Regions from separate parts of the Callithrix jacchus genome. Here region 2 is linked to region 1. The links are chromatin contacts, called in public Hi-C maps. All regions are on one chromosome and are shown on one strand. The core of a region is the stretch at or near the end of the contact, and the rest is flanking DNA. Distances in the headings are between cores, read along the strand shown. Region 1 holds the start of LOC103789626 (H/ACA ribonucleoprotein complex subunit 3). Region 2 holds the start of IFNAR1 (interferon alpha and beta receptor subunit 1).

The links. A called contact is a pair of places that touch in the nucleus more often than the background predicts.
Region 2: a contact with region 1 is called in a Hi-C map of induced pluripotent stem cells, with 4 times the contacts expected there. The contact joins the promoter of IFNAR1 here to the promoter of LOC103789626 in region 1. A contact is called at or near these places in 3 of 3 Hi-C or Micro-C datasets (induced pluripotent stem cells and skeletal muscle).

What each region holds. Positions count from the first base shown.
Region 1 is chr21:39,246,776-39,251,950 of calJac240_pri, forward strand. It overlaps LOC103789626 (H/ACA ribonucleoprotein complex subunit 3), which reads left to right and starts at 2,451. Exons shown (of 1, transcript XM_008986597.5): 1 at 2,451-4,199. The coding sequence starts at 2,480. The coding sequence ends at 2,674. All of the region lies in intron 2 of LOC118149920 (a long non-coding RNA gene), which reads right to left.
Region 2 is chr21:39,385,029-39,390,203 of calJac240_pri, forward strand. IFNAR1 (interferon alpha and beta receptor subunit 1) reads left to right here and starts at 2,154. Exons shown (of 12, transcript XM_078358736.1): 1 at 2,154-2,310. The coding sequence starts at 2,238.

The sequences.
Region 1 (5,175 bases), core at 1,201-3,700:
CACTTTGGGAGGCCGAGGCGGGCAGATCACCTGAGGTCAGGACTTCAAGACCAGCCTGGCCAACATGCTAAAACCCTGTCTCTACTAAAAATGCAAAACTTAGCCAGGCATGGTGGCTGGTGCCTGTAATTCCAGCTACTCAGGAGGCTGAGGCAGGAGAATCGCTTGAATCCAGGAGGCAGAGGTTGCAGTGAGCCAAGACGGCACCACTGCGCTCCAGCCTGGGCAACAGAGTGAGACTCTGTCTCAAAAAAAAAAAAGTTAGTATGTTATACCCAACACATATTCAAGGTTGATGTGAAATTCAAATTCAACTAGGCATCTTGTGTTTTTGCTAAATGTGGCAACCCTCTCTCATAGCGATTCCCTAGTAGCTTTGGAGGGCAAAGAAGGTATTTCCCTGAGCCCTCCACACAGTTTCTCCTTCTACCATTCCTTTGTCTGCTCAGAGGCCCCTTCCTGGGAAAAGCCTTCGCCGATCACTCTGTGTACCACTGCACCTTTTCCCATGCTCCTGGCCCCGCTAGCCTGCCTTTTCCTCCATAACTAATCACTAGATGACATACTACACACTTTGAGTAAACGATTTTTTTCATCTTTATTCTCAGCCCTTTGGATAATGTCTGCCACAGATTGGGCCTTAAGAAATATTTGTGAAACTGCATGAATGAGAGTGACCACATGGAGAAGGACAAAACACTGATAGTCAAATAAAGACTGAACTAAGGTCAATGAGGATGGTCATTTCTGCTCATCTGATACATCTGTGTATTTTAGTCAGCGCTAAAATGCCTAACAAACCAGATAATGATTGGGTAAGTCTGAGGTGAGGCCCAAGATTCTGTAGCCCTACCAAAGTCCTCGGTGATGCCGATATAGCAAAGAGAGTCCTTGAAGAGAGGCCGGGCATGGTAGCTCACACTTGTAATCCCAGCACTTTGGGAGGCTGAGGCAGGCTGATTGCTTAAGGCCAGGAGTTCAAGACCAGGCTGGGAAACATGGTGAAATCCAGCCTCTACCAAAACATGCAAAAATTAGCCAAGCATTGTAATTCACACCTGTACTCCCAGCTACTCAGGAGGCTGAGGCACAAGACTTGCTTGAACCCAGGAGGCAGAGGTTGCAGTGAGCCAAGATCACACCACTGTGCTACAGTCTAGGCAACAGAGCGAGACTCCATCTCAAAAAAAAGAGAGAGAGAGAGAGAGTCATTGAAGAGAGCCTGGATCTAAGTAAAAATAAAGAGCAGGTCACAACCAGAAAAGTCTGTGGTTCTGTTATATCATTGGACAGTGTGACAAAATGTAACATGTTTTTAAAAAATAAAAATTCTCTATTCCTAAATCTTGAATAGATTCCGATTCCTATTTCAGAAATCATGCAGTCTGATGAGCGTCCCTTAGCTCTGGAAGAAGGGATAAAAACAGAGTACAAGAATAATAAAAACCACCTCTCCGAGATGAATTGGAGAAAGGGTGCTAATCTCCCTGAGGCGATGTCTACAACTGCATTTGATCAGGATGGCAAGAAAAGTTTCAACTGATGCCTTGAGTAGAGACAAGAGACCTGCCTTTTTTGGTGACGTTGAATTCTACAACACAGGCTCCGAACCTCACTCACCACATCTTGACAACTGTCACCATGAGAAAAGTAGGAAACACTCTCTCATGTTCCCAAGTACTCACCATACCCAAAAAAATAAGCAAAAACTTACTTTAAAAAAATCATTTGTAGGCCAGACGCAGTGGCTCATGCCTGTAATCCCAGAACTTTGGGAGGCTGAGGCAGGTGGATCACCTGAAGTCAGGAGTTCAAAACCAGCCTGGCCAACATGGTGAAACCCCATCTCTCTACTAAAACCAAAAAATTAGCCGGGTGTGGTGGTGGGTGTCTGTAATGCCAGCTACTTGGGAGGCTGAGGCAGGAGAATCGCTTAAACCCAGGAGGCAGGGGTTGCAGTGAGCTGAGATCACACCACTGCACTCCTGCCTGGGGGATAGAGCAAGACTCCATCTCAAAAATAATAGTAATAATAATAATTTGTTTTCAAAACAGAAGTCTTCTAAAAGATGAATTCCAATTCTGTATACACCTGCAGGGATGTACTTGCCACGTCCACTGTCTAATATGCTTCACTTTCTATGAATTAGGAAAAAGGTTATAAAGCGCTACCATAGAGTTACGATCAGCCTGCAATCTGTGAGCAGTGGTTAAAAACTCACATGTTTTCTCAATTGTGATCATTTAAACAAATAATGCTTACCTACAGTTCACAAGAAATCAGTATATAATTAAATGCTGTTCATACCCATTATGCTTCTTCTTTCAAATATAAGTAAAGGAAAAAATAAATTATCCATTAAGTTGCAGATATATGTAAAGATGCTTTTTGTAATAAAAGCAAAACCACTTGAATCTGACCTGTGATTAGAAGTAACAGACATTTGACCGAATTGGAACCTCTGGCTCAAGAGTGGTCATGTTTCTCCAGTATTACCTCAACGAGGAGGGAGATCGGGTCTATACGCTGAAGAAATTTGACCCAATGGGACAACAGACCTGTTCAGCCCATCCTGCTCGGTTCTCCCCAGATGACAAATACTCACGACACCGAATCACCATCAAGAAACGCTTTAAGGTGCTCATGACCCAGCAACCGCGCCCTGTCCTCTGAAAGTCCGTTAAACTGATATCTCTTCTGCTGCTGGTTACCCCTCAGAGACTCCATAACCAAACTCTTCAATCCGTGAGCCCTGATGCCTTTTTGCCAGCCATACTCTGTGGCATCCAGTGTCATCATGGCGATTGATCATGCTTGTGTGAGCCTATCATGGTGGCATCATCCGTAGAGGGAGCATGTTTGACTTTTCTCATACTTTAAATTACTGCGAGATTATTAAAGATAAAATGATTTGAAAAAAAAAAAAAAAAAGAAGGAACAGACATTTGAAATTCATTAACTTAATTCGTTGACAGTATAACCAGGTTAGGTATCGATGATTCATTCAGTTTTCTTTTAAGCATTATTCATTGCTTGATACTATTTAGGATCAGAAAACCATTAGTGTCGTGAAATTTTAAGTTTATGATCTGGGACGGCCAGGGGTAATGTGGCTCACGCCTGTAATCCAAGCACTTTGGAGGCCAACGCGGGCGGATCACCTGAGGGCGGGAGTTCGAGACCAGCCTGACCAACATGGTGAAAGCCCGTCTTTAAAAGAAAAAAAAAAAAGAAAATTTATGATCTGGGAGGCCCGAGTCTAGTCATGCCTCTGTCGTCAATCTGTGGTGTGACTTCTAACAAGAGTTTTTATCTCTCTGGATCTGTTTCCTTGCCTGGAAAATGAGGAATTTGATACAAAGATTACCTCGCAGATTCTCTCCAACTCAGATATTCTGTCATTTCACACTCACTTTAAAATAGACTGTCAGCGCCCTACGTCTCTTTTCCTTGAGAAACAGCGCCACCTCCGGGTCATAATGACCATAACCGAGCTGATCGCGAAGGTGCTTCTCAGGCTGGAGCCATTTACCCTGATCCACAGAAACCCTTCCCCGGCAGGGTTTCCTTTGGGACGGGGTCACAAAATTGTGAGTCTGCCTCTGGGTGAAGATCAGTGTGTATGGACATGGAGCCAAGCTGAGCTAACTGGCCCACAGGGGACAGATGCATGACCTTGGCCTAATTATCACAGCTCCAGCTAACAGTTTGCCCACAGCATAGCTCCTTATGGAACCCTGTAAAGAAAAGGAAGTAAGACATATGCTGGATGAACTAAAGTCTACAGAACAATGATGATGGACACACCTCTTCTTTAGGCAATTCCACTTGAGTGGAAACTGTTCTTATTTTAGCACGTTATCTACTTTGATATACTTTATTAAGAAAAATTACGGATGGGTGCAGTGGCTCACACCTATAATCCCAGCACTTTGGGAGGCCGAGGTGGGCGGATCACCTGAGGTCAAGAGTTCGAGATCAACCTGACCAACATGGAGAAATCTCATCTCTACTAAAAATACAAAAATTGGCCAGGCATGGTGGCATATGCCTGTAATCCCAGCTACTTAGGAGAATGAGGCAGAAGAATTGCTTGAACCGGGAGGCAGAGGTTTGTGATGAGCTGAGATCATGCCACTGCACTCCAGCCTGGGCAACAAGAGGGAAACTCTGTCTCAAAAAAAAAAAAAAAGAAGAAGAGGAAAAAGAAAAATTACATAGTGAACTCTTAAGTAAATATCAGGTTTTTTTCACCCAGCAAATATTTACTGAGCAACCAACCACTTAATGCCAGCACAGTGCTAAGCACTCTCACAAAATCACTTTCATTGAATTTCCACAACAGCCCTTGCGAGAGAGGAATTCGTATCTTCATTTTTCAACACAAGGAAATTGAAAATGAGTGAGGCCCAGAAACAGTAGAGCTGACAACAAGCTTGAATATGCAGACACATGCTTTCCACACAGTCCTCCTCTGAGGACATGACGCAACAGCTCCTTTTCATGAGCACAGTGTGGCTCTACCAACTGCAGTCACAGTGGGGAGGCAAAGGCCACTGGAGAACTCGGTTTATTTCTCTGCAGTGTGATCTGTACACAGAAAATAGCCCTATCTTTGCCCGCCATCCTCAGCCATACCTCCCTAACCCGGAAGGATAAGGGGATGGATGCCAGGCAGGATAACGGGATAAGCTCATTTGTTCCTAAGTATGTAAACAAGGATCCTTCTTAGAAACAGCGAATGTTTAAGGTTGTCCCTTTGATCACATCCCAACAATCCCTAAATTCCATAGGCTTTCTTGGTAGGGAAAGGGGCGGAGCAACTGTTAGCCCATGGAAATACATCGTATCTGGAAATACTATGTTTCCTGCGCATCACAGAAGAGAGAAGCATTGCCCAGTGCTGGAGATACACCAGCTACAGGTGTATCCTGTATATCTTACTCTTTCCTGTATCTATATATGTTTAGACAACTCTGATTGGTGAGATTTGTAACCCCCACTGTACTTTGCAAAATATTGGCACATACATTTAAAGTTGCTAAATATTTGCTGATGTGCTAGAAAAAAACACATAGTCTACATGCAGAAAACAGGAACTACACAAGCTAGTGCCATCAGACATATTTCAGATGTCAGCTGAGTTATTGTAGATCAGAGCCCAAGGACAAAGC
Region 2 (5,175 bases), core at 904-3,403, 140 kb after region 1:
TCAGACAAGCATGCTTATGTAGCAGATAATTGAAAAACAAAACCATTGAACCTTTAAACTTACTTTTAATATGAAAAGGGAAAGTCAAAAGAAACTCTTGCATTTTTAAATGTATCTGGAAATATATTCATTTGGGTGTAATTTTTTATTGCTGAAACAACTCTGAGCATCTACAAAAACTCTAGCTGCTCACTAAAGAAAGTCGGGGGGCAGTTACTTCGGTGGCTGAGGTGGGAGGATCACTTGAACCTGGGAGATTGTGGCTGCAGATTTATGGTCACACCACTGCACTCCAGCCTGGGTAACACAGCATGAGGAGATGGGAGAGAAGGGAGATGGGAGGGGGAAGAGGGGAAAGGGGAGAGAGAGAGAGAGACAGAGAGAAAAAGAAAAAAAGGGGGAAAAAAGAAAAGGAGAGGAAATTGCCAATGTGTTTAAAAATCTAATGAAAGGTTTTAGTCATTTGAGTTGACTGTACTAAATATAGAAATACATCCTATTTCAACCAGTTTGCAAGAACTTTTGGAAAGCAGGAAATGGAAATTTTAATTTAAGCATGAAGAGTCGTTGGAAAGGCTTTTAAAATAAGTATAATTTATTATCGCAACCAGGAATTTTCCTCTTCCCTTTGGACCCACGTATCTTCATGGGGTGTTTTTCCACCTTTGATGTTGTTAAAACTAAGTACTGACACACTCAGACTCAAACCCCCAAATCGCTGAATCATAGAGTGGTAATTCAAGGTTTTCAAAACCATTCCTAACAACTCGATAGATTTCCTAAAAATCATTATTCAATGAAACTGGGTGAATTTCATGATACGCAAATTATACTTCTAAGATGTTTTTAAAATAGGCATATTCCCCCTGGGCTTGGTGGCTCACACCTGCAATCTCAGCACTTGGGGAGGTCGAGGCGGGCAGATCACTTGAGGTACAGAGTTCGAGACCAGCCTGGGTAACATAGGAGAAATCCCATCTCTATTAAAAACACAAAAATTAGCCAGGCGTAGTAGCGCACGCCTGTAATCTCAGCTACTCAGGAGGCTGAGGCAGAAGAATCCCTTGAACCCAGGAGGAAGAGGTTGCAGTGAGCCGCGCCACTGAACTCCGACCTGGGCGACAGAGTGAGACTTTGACTCAAAAAACCCAACCAACCAACCATATTCCATTGCATTGTCCTTTACAAATATTCATTTAATTATATAATTGCTAATTAATTGTTTAGTTGTTTTAACAACCAAGTATTCGATTCTTTACACTATTTCATCATTTAAGTTTTATTTCGCGTATTTTCACAATGCACGTTATCTATTATTGAGGAATTTAATTAAATAACCATTCGAACGGTGGGCTCGAAATGTTTACTGATGAAGCTTGGAGAGTTACGATCACATCACTGCACTCCAGCCTGCTGGGTAACAGACCAAGGGGAGAGAGACGAAAAGAGAGAGGGGAGAGAGAAGAGGAGACTCTCCGGCCACTGGAAGGAAGAGAGGGCAAAACAGCCTAGCAACCGCTGTTCTGGAGCCCCTCGGCCCAAGAACGTGGCGGTTCTCTCGGACCATCGCGCCCCTCAGCCAGGTCGCCCCGAATGAGCGCTCCACGGCCTCTGGTCCCGCTTTCGCTCTGCACACAGGAACTGTCGGGTCCTCAACCGCTTCCTTCTCCCAGCCTCATCAGGTTCCCAGGCCGCTGGGGATTCCCAACGCCACCTTCCAAGGTTCTAGGGTCAGCGAGCGCCTAAGGGCAAGGACGAAGAGCGCCGGGCAGCGATCGGGACCACACCCGCGCCCCCCAGCTGCAGACACGGGGAAGAGACGCGGGAACTCCAAGGTGTACAGGTCTCCGCAGGCGCCTGCCGCATTCCAGTGACGGTCAAGGCCTCCCGTGAGGCGGGGTTTTCCCAGAAAGCAAGCGTGTACTGCGCCAGATGCGCCACTAGCCGGAAACAGTAAGGAAGGAGAGAAAGCAGAGGGCCTCCCATTTCCAAGGCGCGTGCGCAGAGGGAGGGGAGGCGCGTGCGCAGAGAGGCAGTGAGCGCTAGGAAGGGCGGCGCCTGCGCGATGGGGCGGTGAGGGCTAGGCGGGGCGGCCCGGGCACAGAGGGGCGGTGACAGCTAGGAGGGGCAGCGCGTGCGCAGAGCGCCGATGTGACTTAGGACGGGGAGATGTGAGCTAAGAGGAGCAGCGCGTGAGCGGAGATGTGACTGGTGGGACTTACGGCGGCTCGCGGAGGATGGTCGCCCTCCTGGGCGCGACGACCCTGATGCTCGTCGCCGTGGCGCTATGGGTGTTGCCCGCAGCCGCAGGTGAGAGGCGGTGAGAAGAGTCTCGGCGTGGGGCCGGAGACAGGGCGCGCAACTGGGCTACGGGGGCGGCGATGGTGTTGGGGGCAACAGACGCCCAGTCTCGGAACTCTTTGGTCCTCTTTGCCCCGGTGGTTTGGGGTCCCTAGCCGCAGCGCTCAGATTAAACCCAACCTGGGCTCGAAAATGAAACAGGAGAGTGGTGTTGTGAGTCCTCCCTCGTCGCTTGCCTGCTACCGGCGTACTGATCCTTGGGCGCGCCCGGGTCCCACCCCCCAGGAAGTGGCGGTGCCAGAGCTTTGTGTCTAGTGTGCTGCTTTCCGGCAAGGTACTGCAGCTCAGATGACATATTTGATAATAAAAAAACATTAACTGAAACGCATTTCCTCAGGTTAACAGGCGCCCTGTCCCACGGGATAGTGAACTAAGTGTGGCCAGGATTTCTCTGCCCTCAGGATTCTTACAGGCCAATAAAAAATGACAACCGAAGGGAGTGAGTGACAGAAGCATCATTCTCAGTCCTCGAGGTTTACTAAGCCTGCTTCAGGGCGCATGCGGGAGAAACATGAGCCACAGACACATCTGTGACTGGTTTTCCGGAGAGGTTTTCAGGAGGTGGTAAGACAAATAGTTCCGTAAGACTTTAGTGGTCAAGAAATCTGTATTATAAGTAAGATACCATGAGTGTCTTAAAAAGAAAAAGAGAGAATGTAATCCCAGCACTTTGGGAGGCCGAGGCGGGTGAATCACGAGGTCAAGAGATTGAGACCTGGTCAACATGGTGAAACCCCGTCTCTACTAAAAATACAAAAAATTAGCTGGGCACGGTGGTGCGTGCCTGTAATCCCAGCTACTCAGGAGGCTGAGGCAGGAGAATTGCCTGAACCCAGGAGGGGGAGGTTGCGGTGAGCCGAGATCGCGCCATTGCACTCCAGCCTGGGTAACAAGAGCGAAACTCCGTCTCAAAAAAAGAAAGAAAGAAAGAAAAAGAGAGTAAAGGAAGAGTCAGTTATGCAGATGTCTCTAGGTAGGTGGATTCTTGACTTTGTTTTGGACCAGAGAAGATAAGCTTGTAATTGACATTGTCATTGTAGAAGGCCTGAACTAGTTTTTCAGGTTAACTTTGGAATGGCTTTCGTTGAGAGGAGGGGTCCGTTCAGATGGTTGGGGGGCTTAGAATTTTATTTTAGGTTTACATAACTACCTACTTTTTCCCCAAAGAAATAAGCATGTTCAAAACTCAATGAAATGTTGTCTTAGTAAGATTGTAATGTTGCTCAGTTTTTCAGATGTCATAAAAATATTCATACTTTTTAGTTGAGTAAATGCAGTTCTAGACCAAGACTGAGAAAACTATCCAAAATATGGGAAGACATTTTTATTCATACTTTTTTTTTTTTTTTTGAGACAGAGTCTCACTCTGTTGCCCAGGCTGGTGTGCAGAGGCATGATCTCAGCTCACTGCAACCTCCACCTCCTGGGTTCAAGTGATTCTCCTGCCTCAGCCTCTCAAATAGCTGGGATTACAGGTGCATGCCACCACATCCAGGGTTTTTTGTATTTTTAGTAGAGCCAGGGTTTCACTATGTTGGCCAGGCTGGTCTCGAACTGCTGACCTCAAACTATCCACCCACATTGGCCCCATAAAGTGCTGGGATTACAGGCATGAGCCACCCAACGTGATCTGTTTATGCTTTAGACTTTAGTTTTAAGAACTAGACTTAAGTTGTAAACCTAAAGTTACAGTTGGCATGCCCTTATTTATGGGAGACCAGCAAAGAATTTATCAATGATCTGTGAGGGCAGCCCTTTGCAGATGGCTGAGGCTTTTTTTTTTTTTTTTTTTTTTGAGATGGAGTTTCATTGTTGTTACACAGACTGGAGTGCAATGGTGCAACTCACCGTAACCTCCGCCTCCTGGGTTCAAGCAGTTCTCCTGGGCTGAGGATTTTTATCTTTCCTTGGGGATCTGGCTGTAGGATAATGCTAGTAACAGCCATTCATTTGGAAGGGGGTGTTGCAGTCACTTGGCCTCTGGGCTCAACCTTCCCTTTTGTGTAAGAAATTTGGGAGAGGTCCTGAGATTTTTTTTTTCCTTTACAAAAATAATAAAAGAAAAATACAAAGGCAGGGCATCACCAGGCTAAATTGCTGAAATTCTTTATACTTACCTGGAATGCGTGGGAGAATAGCAACTGTTATAAGGTTGATAGAGCGTGAGAGGTAATTTTGTAGTGAGGAGGGGTACCCAAAGAGAAAAAGGGCTAGCATCCCAGTGCAGGAATCCAGGTGGTCTGTGAACCTGCATGTGGGTTCAAAATACTTACCTGTTGGCTTAGAAAACCATATACCTGTATAGTACATGATATCCTATTTCTCAAACTTTTCCACAAATATATATTACACTTTTCCTAGGACGTGGGTACTAGGTTCCTGGTGCAACCTGTAGTAATTTCTTTGAAGTCTTTTGTTTATGAAAAATTTGCATTTTACTCATGTTTGCTTTAATGTGAAAAGTTTTCCCAGAAAATTTATATAAAATTGACGTTCCAAGAGGGTGTGCATTAAGAAATCAGTTTAAAATTAAGTTAGAAGAGAGCTGGCAAAATATAATTTATAGGCATTTAGCATTTCTTAAGCTCTTAGCTGTGTGCCAGGCACTAATCTAAGTGTTTTAAAGGTATAAACTTGTTAAGTGTTCAGAGCCATGTAGATACTGTTATCCTTATTTAACAGACAAGAAACTGAGCAACTGAGAGATCAGGTAACTTGCCTGAGGCTGTATAGGCTGAGTCGGAAATCAAACCCCGAGTCTGGCCTGATAGCCCTGGGGCTCTTGATTTTGTTATGTGAATATTCTGTTCCTAT